3 separate regions of the Mus musculus genome follow, and regions 1 and 2 are each linked to region 3. The links are chromatin contacts, called in public promoter capture Hi-C maps. All regions are on one chromosome and are shown on one strand. The core of a region is the stretch at or near the end of the contact, and the rest is flanking DNA. Distances in the headings are between cores, read along the strand shown.

Region 1 (3,523 bases), core at 562-3,061, 2.7 Mb before region 3:
AAAAGTGATTTTGGGTGTATGTATATGGAGGGGTATTCATGGCACGGCTTGAGTATGGAGGTCAGCAGACAACTTGGACAAGTTGGTTCCCTTCCTGGGATGAAACTCAGGTGGCCAGACTGGTTGGCAGGAGCCTTTACCCCTTAGCCACCTCCGCTGGCCGTAAGCTCAAACTTTTATGTCTAACTTATTGCCTCAGTTTTAAGTCGGATGCTATAAAATAGCTCCAGTTTATTTTCTTCTTTCAGTTTAAAAATAAAAGAGGTTGGGGGGGGATATGAAAACTTTTTTTTCTTTTTTTCTTTTTTTTGGCAACAACGCCCAAGGTTCAAAAGATCTGAGAAATTTAAAAAGCTCCAAACTCTATAGACATTGAGAGGTAAGTGGACGGTGGTCTCTCTTTCCCCTCCCGGGGTACAACTACCCCATTTCCCCCCTCAGACACAAGAAGTGGACCCAGGGGTCTCAGAAACAAGAGGTGGTGTAAAGTCCCCTGGGGTGAAAAGGCTTTCTTCCGAGCAAGGTCCATTTATAGAACACACAGGCCCTCCCTATCTCTTCCATCTTTCCTACTCACAGAACACGACAGGGGACCTGCCTCTGGCTGAAGTCAACTCAGATCTTCAAAGTAGAACTCGGAGAGCCAGAGTAGAAGAAATCTACCGGCCCGGCATCCGCAGTGGGATCCGAGGAGTTGTACTCTCAGAAACAGATTTTACATACAGATGAACTGATGACTACACACCCCGAGCCTCACAACTTGATTCAGTCCGATCAATACAGCATGCATAAAAGCCTGAGGTAAAACTGGATAGTGGCTTTTTGTTGATAACTGCGGTGGAATTTTGGCCATCTGCCCTGGTCAGACCAGACAAATAAGGCAGGCGGTCTGCTTATTAGCTGTCAGGCATATTTTGGAGGGTGAAAGCAAAACCTCAAATCAGGAGTCTGAGTATCACTGGACAGCTTATGCCGGCACGCAAAGCTCTGACAATCCAAGCGCCTCAATTCCTACCCCAGGCTGCGCGTCCCCGTTCCTCCAAACCCCCGGGCCATTTTACAAGTTGGACCACACTTCACATTTCTTACGGTCCTTCCCATCACTCAGACCCCTTTGGCCCAGCCTCTGAGGCCAACAGCTGGGGCTGCTGAGAGCCAAGTTAGAGGCACCGTTGAGCGAGATGCTGGGAAGTGTAGGGAGAGTCAATACTAAAGTAAGGCGACCAGAGCCACCCTTCACACCCCCACCTTGGCGTTCCCACACTTGGCAAAAACCAAGCGACTTCCAAGTGCTTCCCCTATCCAGGAGCACCCTTCCGTCAGTCCCCTTTCAACTCCCTTTAGCCTCCCTTGTGACCCCTGATGGTGCTCACTGAGACCGTCCCCTCAGCCGCAGGAATCTGCAGTTCCCCAGAGTGCACCCCGACCCCTATGCCAGTGGAGATGCCCAGGTAGATCCCGAACCTCCCTGGGACCCGCCTAGTTCCCTACCCCAAAATGATTCCGATCGCAGCCACCTTGCCTAATTCCTTCCCGAGTCTGCAAGTCCCACTCCCTTCCAAGCCTCTCTTGCACCCTGCATCACTCCAAGTGCCCCAGGGATGCCCCAGGGTTCTCGAATCTCACCTGAGTCCGCTCGAAGCTCTCGCGCTCCGCAGCCTCCATCCCAGCACCAACTCCGCGGCGGCTCAACACTTTGGGCAGCGGGTTGGATACCTGCTTCATGGAGCTGGCCATTCGGTCCATGTTGTCTGGGTGAACAGAGTCAGGGGCCCTCGGCCGCCCCGGGATCCCCGCGGAGCCTCCCGCCCCTCCCTACCCGCGGGGATCCGGCGCTAACGGGGACAGATTCCGTCTTCCATTGGTTGACAGCGCTGTCCATCTCCCTCAGAACCCACCCCATGTTTCCAAGAGGCTTTTCCCCACACCCCTCTTCCCACTTCGGAGGCGCTCCGCTCACTTCACCCGCTGCCCGCCTCAGGGCGGTCCGCATACTATGACTGGTCTGAAGGTTTGTCCATTATCATTAGTGGGCAGGACCTGGTGGGCTGCTGTCCTAACCTGCCCCCTAGGCTCCGCCCCATAATCGATGCACCGCCTTCCAGGCCTCTACATGCACTGTCATTGGTCTGAAGACTTATCTGTCAACAGGCTGGCTTGATGGGCTGCCCTAACCTTTTCTTGTTGGCTCCACCCTACATCCGTCACTCTTCCTTTGTTCCCACCCCCCAGGACCATAAAAGCACTATGATTGCTCTGAAGGCTTGTCCGTCATGCTAGTGGGTGGGGCCTGGCTGCCACAGACCAGCCCTTGCTGACTCCACCCTACTTCGAAGCGCCACCTCCTGGGCCCTTCTCTGCTGCGGGTTTCTGAGCAGTAGGACCTGCGGTCCAGCCGGCGCCACGAGTTCCCGAGGGGATGGAAAGGCAGATCAAGGGAAGCATGGCTGCACACCATGCTTCACCGGCTTGCTGGGGAACTCTGCGTCAGTGTGGACCCGCGATGGCGGCCTTAGTGGTCCTCGAAGTCCCCTCCTCGTGCATTCCTTTCTGCCCGTTCTGGAGGACCGTTCTGGAGGGTCCCCAAATACTGGCCTGTGATTGCGAGGATCTCCCCAGAGCTTTCCAAACTTTGCTTCGTTCTCACCTTATCTCGGTAGAAACCCCAACAGATGCTCTTTGTTCAACTATGGTAGGGTCCACTCCTCCCATCCTGTTCTGGGAGCACCTACAGACTGGGAAGTGCTCCTCAGCAAAGAAAAAAGTTACAGGTTCTTCACTAACAGAACTAGTGGCACCGTTAAGCATTAAGCAATTTGATGGTGCTATCCATCTAGCTCTGCAATAGAAGCCAGTACAAGTCTCACTTGTACTAGGCAATGTTTTAATTAATGACAATATCAAACTCACTATGTCGCTGAGTCCCTTGAATCCCTGAGCCTCTTGCCTCTTCCATTCAACTGTTAGGATTATAGGCGTGGGCCTCTAGGCTTGACTTTCCTTTAACGTTTTACACACATTTTGTACCTGTGTGTATGTGTGGGACTGTGTTCATACGGCAGCACTCTGTGGAGGTCAGAAAGCAAATTAGATTCTGTTCTCTACCGTGTGGACCCCAGGATCTGACTTGAGTGATAGGCTTAGTGTAGCAACCTACCCACTGAGTGGTCACACCAGGGATGCTCTTTAAAAACAGTGTTTCAAGACGGGTGGTGATGGTCCACAGCCTTAGTCTCAGCACTCAAGAGGCAGAGGCAGATGGATCTCTGAGTTCAAGGCCAGCCTTGTCTATAGAGTGAGTTCCAGGACAGCCAGTACTGCACACACATGCACACCTACATGCACAAAGATAATATTTCACTAAAAAGTTGAGATTGGCTTTGAACTCCCAGAAATCCTGCCTCAGCCTCTTGAATGCTAGGATTACAGGCATATACCTGTATACAGACTACCCACAGACACCCTCCCCCCAGCCTCCCACACTGAAAGAGATGCGGTTTGCAGGTGTGTCGCACCGTGTGCA
Region 2 (3,420 bases), core at 431-2,930, 2.5 Mb before region 3:
GACCTCCCAGAGACTGCTCCACTCCTGAAGCAAGCCAGGAGCTAGGCTTCTTCCTGTAATCTCAGACCCTCCGTGGTACATGTCCTCAACAACAGGTCAGTTGTCCCCAGCTCGGGTGGGCGTCTGAATTCTAAGTGGACTCTAGCCCAGTGGTTCTCGACCTTCCTAACACTGCAACCCTTTAATACAGTCCTCATGCTGTGCTGACCCACCCAACCACAAAATTGTTTTCATTGCTATTTCCTATCTGTAATTCTGCTATTTAGGTGATCCCTGTGAAAAGGTAATCCAATCTCCCTGAAGGGGTGGTGACCCACAGGCTGAGAACTGCTGCTCTCAAAGGGGCTGCCTAAACTCACCCCTTCCTTTCTCAGATCCTCCTACCTACCCAGCCTGAAAGAATGGAAATCAGGGATAGCCATGCTGCCTTCTACCCTGGCATTCCTGACGTTTCATCTCAGGTTAAAGGTCGTCAGGCTTCCCGCCCTAAGGCCAGTCCCTCCCATCCACTCCCCTCCTGCAAGCACCTTTGGTCCAAAGCTTCCCCAAGTACTTTGCCCTGGTGGGTGAGCCTTGCAAGTTGCAGCCTAAACGAAGGGCAAGGGGCAGTGTGGGGAAATCAAGGCAGGGGCTGAGGTCATCGTGGTGATGGCAAAACTGGGAGACATGGAGCTGTGTAGGTCTCTAGGGAGAGTTCTAGTGCCAGCGTTCTGGGGAAACCTGGACACATGAGGCTAGGCAACAGTCCAATAGAGGCAAAGGTCTAACCTAGTCTCCTATTGGCCAGGCTCCACTATTTAGGTCTGTTTCTCATGCCAAAATAAGCTGCCGCATCCTCCTCAAACTCTAGCATGTGCCACCTCTGCCCAGTGACAGCCTTCCAGGAAGCATTGGTTTCCTTCTCTCTGGTATGGAGACAGAGTGGCCACAAACAACACCATCCTGGGATGGGAGGTTTTCCAGTGGTCGCTCTACCAATCCAGGAGGTCCTGGTACAGTCTGCCCCGCCCACCTCTCCCTACAAGAAAGAGCCACATGTACTGGGCCTCTTCTTGTCCCTAGGTGGGCGCTGTCCCTCCGTCTCAGATGGCTGAGATTTCCCCAACCAGGCCCGAATTTTACCTAAACTTGCTTCCCTGCGGCGTTCAGCAGAGTTAGCCAAGGGCGGGGAAGGCGTTGTCCGGCTGCAAGTTTGCAGGGTAATTGACCCAAAAGGCTGGGCCCCGTTGGGTTCTGCCTCGGGTGACTGCTCTTTAGGAAGGGGACTGGGTCCCAGATCGGGTAGCAGTGCAGGGGGAGGGGCAACAGAAGAGTCCTGATCAGTTTTCAAGGCCTTTGCACAAAGTCGAGATATCCCGGCACAGAGGGATCCCGCCCAGGCACGCCGGGGACGCGCGGGCAATCCGGGCTCCCATCAGACATTTAAGAAGAAAAGTAGGGGAGAGTCTCGACCCCTGACCCCTCCGAGCTGCCTTATGTGTGACCTAGTACTGCCTGACCCTTGTCCCCGAGACAGAGACGTGGCTCGGGGCTTGGATGGCCGCAGGGACGCTCACCTGGATACCTTGGAAGTCCTGCTGCAGATCCTCCCAGTTGCGCAGGCAGTCGCCCAGCGGGTCCGGGGGCGGGGACTGCATGTCTTTGTCCACGCCACTGGCCGCGGAGAGCCGCGAGTGGGGAGGACGGAGCTGCAACCCCGGCCGGCCGGAGAAGCCTCCGCCACCGCCCCCGTCCGCTTCCGGGCTCGCGCCGCCGTGACTGCCAACGGGAAAAGGCCCGGCGTAATCTGCGCGTGAGCCCCGCCCCTAGGAGCAGCCAATCAGAGCCAGGGACGAGAGCTGGGCGGGGACATGGGCCCGCAGGGCGTCTCCTCGAATTGAGACCAGAGCTGGGCGGCCAGCATTTTTACCCGAGAAGTCTGCTTCCTCGGACCACTCACAAACCAAGGAGACACGTGCTTCTAACACTTTGAAATTTTTAGATAGTGTCTCACTATGTAGCTCAGCCTGGTCTGGAACCAAGAAATACCCCTGCCTCTGACTCGCCGCGTGCAGAGATTAGAAGCGTGAGCCACCTCATACTCTTCATACACTTTTGTCCTTGAGAAGCTGCGCCTCTCTAGGGACAGCCTTCGTCTCTCAGCTTTTACAGATACTCCTTTCCTGGCCCTGAGTCCTCCAAGCTCTCCTCCGTCCTTAACTTTTAGGCTGCCTCTCCTAAACTTCCTACCGTGTCACTTCCGAAGCCTTACCAGTGCGGTTCAAGTTACAGACTCGGTACAGAACTTGCCCAGCATGCTGGAAGCTCAGAGGGCAATTCACCCAAGCACCACACAAAACATCAGATGCAGTGCGGGGCAGTAGTTAAAGGCAGCGCACGCCTTTAATCCCAGTACTTGGAAGGCATAGGCAGGTGGATCTCTGAGTTCGAGGCCAGCCTGGTCTACAGAGTGAGTTCCAGGACAGCCAAGGCTACACATAGAAACCCTGGCGGGGGGATGGGGGTGGGGTGGGGGGTGGGCCGGGGGGGATCAGATGCAGAGGCGCATGCCAGTGATGCAAACATTTGGAAGGTGCAGACGGAAGAATCAGAAGTTCCTGGTCACCCTCGCCAAGGACACGCACTCACTCTACCTACCACCCACATCACACCCTACATTCTTCATCAGTCCCCTTGTAAGCGCCTCCACCCGGACTTGTTCTGAGTCTGAGGAAGAGCTTTTGGGACTTGTGGCCCATGAGGGGGCGCAGCAGGTAAGAGTGCCTGTGGCCAAGTCTGGTGACTTCAGTTTGATCCCAGGACCCACGTTGTGAAAATAGAGAATCGGTTTCAGCAACGTGTTCTCTGACGTCCACACAGGTACCATGGCACGCCTAGACATCTAGAATAAAGCTGGAGAGAAGCTCGGCTTACGAGCACTGGCTGCTCTTACAGAGGACCTGGCTTCAATGCCTAGGTCTACATAGTAGTTCACAACCATCTGTCACTCCAGTCCCTGGCGATCCAATACCCATCTCTGGCCTTCACTGGTACCAGGCCCACATATGTGGTGCATAGACATATATGCAGGCAAAAAAAGAAGTGCATGCAAGCAAGGCACAGTGCATAATTTTAAATATGGTGTAACAAAAACATGGAAGATTTTGTGGAATTTGGGGGGTTTGGGGATGTGGCTTAGTTGGCGAATGCCTACTTGCAGGAAGGCTTGGGTTTGCTTCCTAGTACCACAAGCTTGGTGTGGTTGTACAGGCCTGTATTCCTAGCAATTGGAAGAAAGAGACAGGAGATTCAGAAGTTCAAGGTCATCCTCAGCTACAAGACTCTGTCTCAAGAGAAAAGGAAAAGAAAAGAAAAACTAAACCTGGGAGTGTGTGGTGGGAGTGCCAGAGCATCTCCTTCACAGTGAGCTGGGGACAGAGT
Region 3 (3,537 bases), core at 404-2,903:
TCAATCATAGAACTTCAGAGGCAGAGGCCAGAGGAGCTCTTTGGGTTCTAGGCTAGCTTAGTCTACATTAGTGATATTCTGTCTCAAGAATGACCAATCAACCAACCAACCAACCAACCAACCAACCAACCAACCAACCAATTAAGCCAACAAGCAAATTGCCCTTGACAACAGCTGCCAGGTAAACCATTTCCAACAGAGATCCCCAGGGCTCACGCATGGTAAAAAAGTTCCTGCAATGTTATAGAGAAGCTGAATGCTCAGTCATGGTGTGAAAACGTAATCCAGAACTCCAGCTAGCAACCTCAGCCTCTCCAGGTTGGTTTTGGATGGATGTCTGTAAGCTCCCAATTTCATGATTTCTGTTCTTTTACTTAGAAGCCTTCCCTGAAGAAACTCTCTGCTCTGCCCAGAACTCTGTCTGTTCGTAGTTGTCTTAAAGGGACTTCCTCAGGTAGTTTTGGCTGGATACTTGGATACTTGAGTACCTGATTTGATGGAAATTGATGTGCTTCTCTCTCTCTCTCTCTCTCTCTCTCTCTCACTCACTTTATAAAGTCACTCGTTCAAAATAAAAATTGTGGCTACTGTAGACCATTCTCTGGATTGTACAAAGCAGCTGTTGATATTTGTATACCCACTTCAGAGCAATGGTGCCAAGCACCTTTGCCCGCTGAGCCACTTTGCCAGCCCTACTTCAATTTTTTGGTCATGATGATTGAATCTGGGGCCTATGCATGCTAGGCAAGTTTTGAAACGATAGCTACAGCCTTGCCTCATTTTCTCTAATTAGCTGCTGCTTCTACAAGATGATTTGGGGTGGACGACTTTCTTTGTTTAGTGCTGTGGGTACAGACCCACACCCAGTATGCATAAGGCCCTGACTTTGCTTCTTGGCACTGAAAATAAATGGGGTGGGGGATATAATTCACTAATTTAGTGTACAACTTAGTAACTTCGGCACATTCACAAAGATATGCAGACTTCAATATGAATTCCAAAAAGCTTAAATCACATGCCCTGCCATACCCTCATTAATAAGCACTTCCTATTTTTTCTTGCCCCACTACCAACTAGTAATTGCTTTCAGTTTTTCTGTATTTGCAAGAAGTGTATGTGTTTTAATCAGGATCTTGGTAGGTAGCTCAGGCCTCAGTCTGGCACTGAACTCCCTATTCAGCCCAATCCTCGGCCTCTCAGGCTTTAAACTAGGATTACAAGCATTCGGCAATAGTCACAGCTAAGCGTCTTACATAGATGGGACCACATAATATATAGCCTTATGAACCTGCCCTTTCACAACCCGTCCTTTTGGTTGGGTCTGAGCCTCTGAAGGCTGAGTGGTCTCTGAAGCCATCTCCCTGGCCTGCTTTCTCTTGTTTTGGAGATTCTCAAGCTGCATTTGGTGTCAGGACATTATCATCTTGTATTGATCTTACACTACTGTGTGTACACAGCAAATTTGATTTACTCATTCATAGCCATATTTGGGCCGATCCACTCTTAACACATATACTCAAGGCAGAAAGTTAACACGTGAACAGCTTTTCACGTGTAAACCAAACCATCGTCTTTCACATTGGTACATTAGTTTCTCTTTTCAGGTTGAACAGTGACACCTAAGACTCCTCTTACATCACCGGACTGTTCTACTTTCTTCTTGGAAGCCACCGGCAGATGCATATTCCTATTGCAAAGGATAGAAGCAGTGCACGTTCGTGTGGCGACACTGCCCCGCGACTCTCCGGACAACTCTCGCAGGCAAATCCTGAGGGGCGGGGAAATGCAACCAATCCACGAATGTGTTCGGAAAGCGGGGCTCCGCAGTGGTTGATAAAGTATAATGACATACCCGCCATCCAATCCTCAAGCGAAGGGCTGGGCTACAGTCAGCTGGTGAAACCACCTGACCCGAGCCTGGAGCCGGAAACTACCTATCCGGCAGACTGCTTACACTGCACCTACGGCTGCGATGGTGAGTGTGGACGCATGCGCGGGTGTGCACGCCTGCGGTTCCGCGTCCCTGTTTTCCGAGCTTCTGTTGCCACCTTATGGCTTGCATTTCACTGTCACCTCCAGTCCACCCTGGGACCGAAAGGGAACAGAGATGGGAGGGAAGCGACAGGGAGGGCTGGAGAAGGAAGGCTCCGCTACCGGGTGTTCTGCAGCGGGGGAGTAGTCTAGATGGCACAAGGGGCGGGGCATAAGGGGACTGGAGTGGGAAGGGACATGAGGAGGGGTTGAGGGGCTAGGAAGGCCTCCTGGGTCACCTACATGACAAGTGGAAGAGCTCAGAGGTCCAATAGTGACCGTGGATGGAGACTCAGTGTTACAAGCCATTATGAGGGCCTTGGAAGGCTCATATCCAGGAGGGAGATGGGTTTGCAAGGCTGTCATGATTCTCCTTGTCTCTTTACCCTCTAGACTTCCGCACTGACCCAAGGGCTGGAGCGAATCCCAGACCAGCTTGGCTACCTGGTGCTGAGCGAAGGTGCAGTGCTGGCGGTGCGTTGTGGGAAAGCAAAGCGTGGGGTGGAGGGTGTGTGTGTGTGTGTGTGTGGGGGGGTCCTTTGGGGACACACAGCCCAGAAATCCCTTCAAATATTTCCAAGTTGTCTCTTTTTGTCTTCTCTGTGGTTCCTTGCTTGCCATATAGTAAGCTTTATGTAGTATTTGGATATGTGGTATAAAAGCTAATTACCAAAAGGTTGGGGAGGTAGCTTAGTACGGAGAATGAGTTGCCTAGCATGCACAGAGCCTTCTCTTCAATCCCAATACTGCATAAAACCAAACAGAGTGTAGTCCCAGCACTTGGAAGGTGGAAACAGTGGGTTAGATGTTCAGGCTTATCTTTGGCTACATATCAAATTCAATCACAACCTGGACTACATGTAACTCAGCCTCAAAAAACAACAAACAAACCATTACCCAAGTTATACAATTAGTTAGTTAGTTGTAGTTTGTTTTTATTTGTTAAATTCTTGTAGGGACGCACGTATGGGTGCCACAGGGGGTGAAAGTTCGAGGACACTTTGGAGTGAATTCTCCTGCCATGTGGGTCTTGAGGATTGAACTCAGGTCATCAGGCATTGAGGCAAGCACTTTTATGCTCTGATCCATTTTTGCCTGCCTCTAGAATTTTGGGGGGTGAGGTGGGGTGGGGTGGGGGCAAGACTTCTCTAGAGGCAGGAATTGAGCTACGCTGCAAGGGCAGAAAATTGTGAAAGAGAAAAGAACCCTCAGGGTTGGGAGCCGGGCATGCTTGCCTGAGTGTGCCAGTGCCCGAGTTGGCCGTGGTTTTGTGTTGAAACCATTTGAAGAGGAAGGATGCTGTGGTAAGACTGATACTGAACTTCCTGCGGCTAGCTTCAACATCTTTCGACAAATCTTGAGGGTTAAAGGGTTTTAAAACAACTGTGACTCACAGAAATGGTGTAGCACAAGTGTCCCAGGAGAGCCATATAAGCAGGAAACTGGACTGGTAGCAGTGAGGAGCAAGGACAGAAGACATTTTAGCTTATGTTTTTAGTGCCTGCA

Evidence for each region. Promoter capture Hi-C pulls out the DNA fragments that hold promoters and counts their contacts.
Region 1: a promoter capture Hi-C map of liver shows a contact between it and region 3, with 2.7 times the contacts expected there. The contact joins the promoter of Hip1 here to the promoter of Lamtor4 in region 3. A contact is called at or near these places in 2 of 39 promoter capture datasets (liver and pre-B cells) and 1 of 484 Hi-C or Micro-C datasets (CD4 T cells).
Region 2: a promoter capture Hi-C map of liver shows a contact between it and region 3, with 2.2 times the contacts expected there. The contact joins the promoter of Tmem120a here to the promoter of Lamtor4 in region 3. A contact is called at or near these places in 2 of 39 promoter capture datasets (liver and pre-B cells).

The regions. Positions count from the first base shown.
Region 1 is chr5:135,543,311-135,546,833 of GRCm38.p6, forward strand. Hip1 (huntingtin interacting protein 1) reads right to left here and starts at 1,812. Exons shown (of 31, transcript NM_146001.2): 1 at 1,627-1,812. The coding sequence starts at 1,746.
Region 2 is chr5:135,742,492-135,745,911 of GRCm38.p6, forward strand. Tmem120a (transmembrane protein 120A) reads right to left here and starts at 1,681. Exons shown (of 12, transcript NM_172541.2): 1 at 1,557-1,681. The coding sequence starts at 1,637.
Region 3 is chr5:138,253,829-138,257,365 of GRCm38.p6, forward strand. Lamtor4 (late endosomal/lysosomal adaptor, MAPK and MTOR activator 4) reads left to right here and starts at 1,654. Exons shown (of 4, transcript NM_001081108.2): 1 at 1,654-1,975; 2 at 2,425-2,505. The coding sequence starts at 1,973.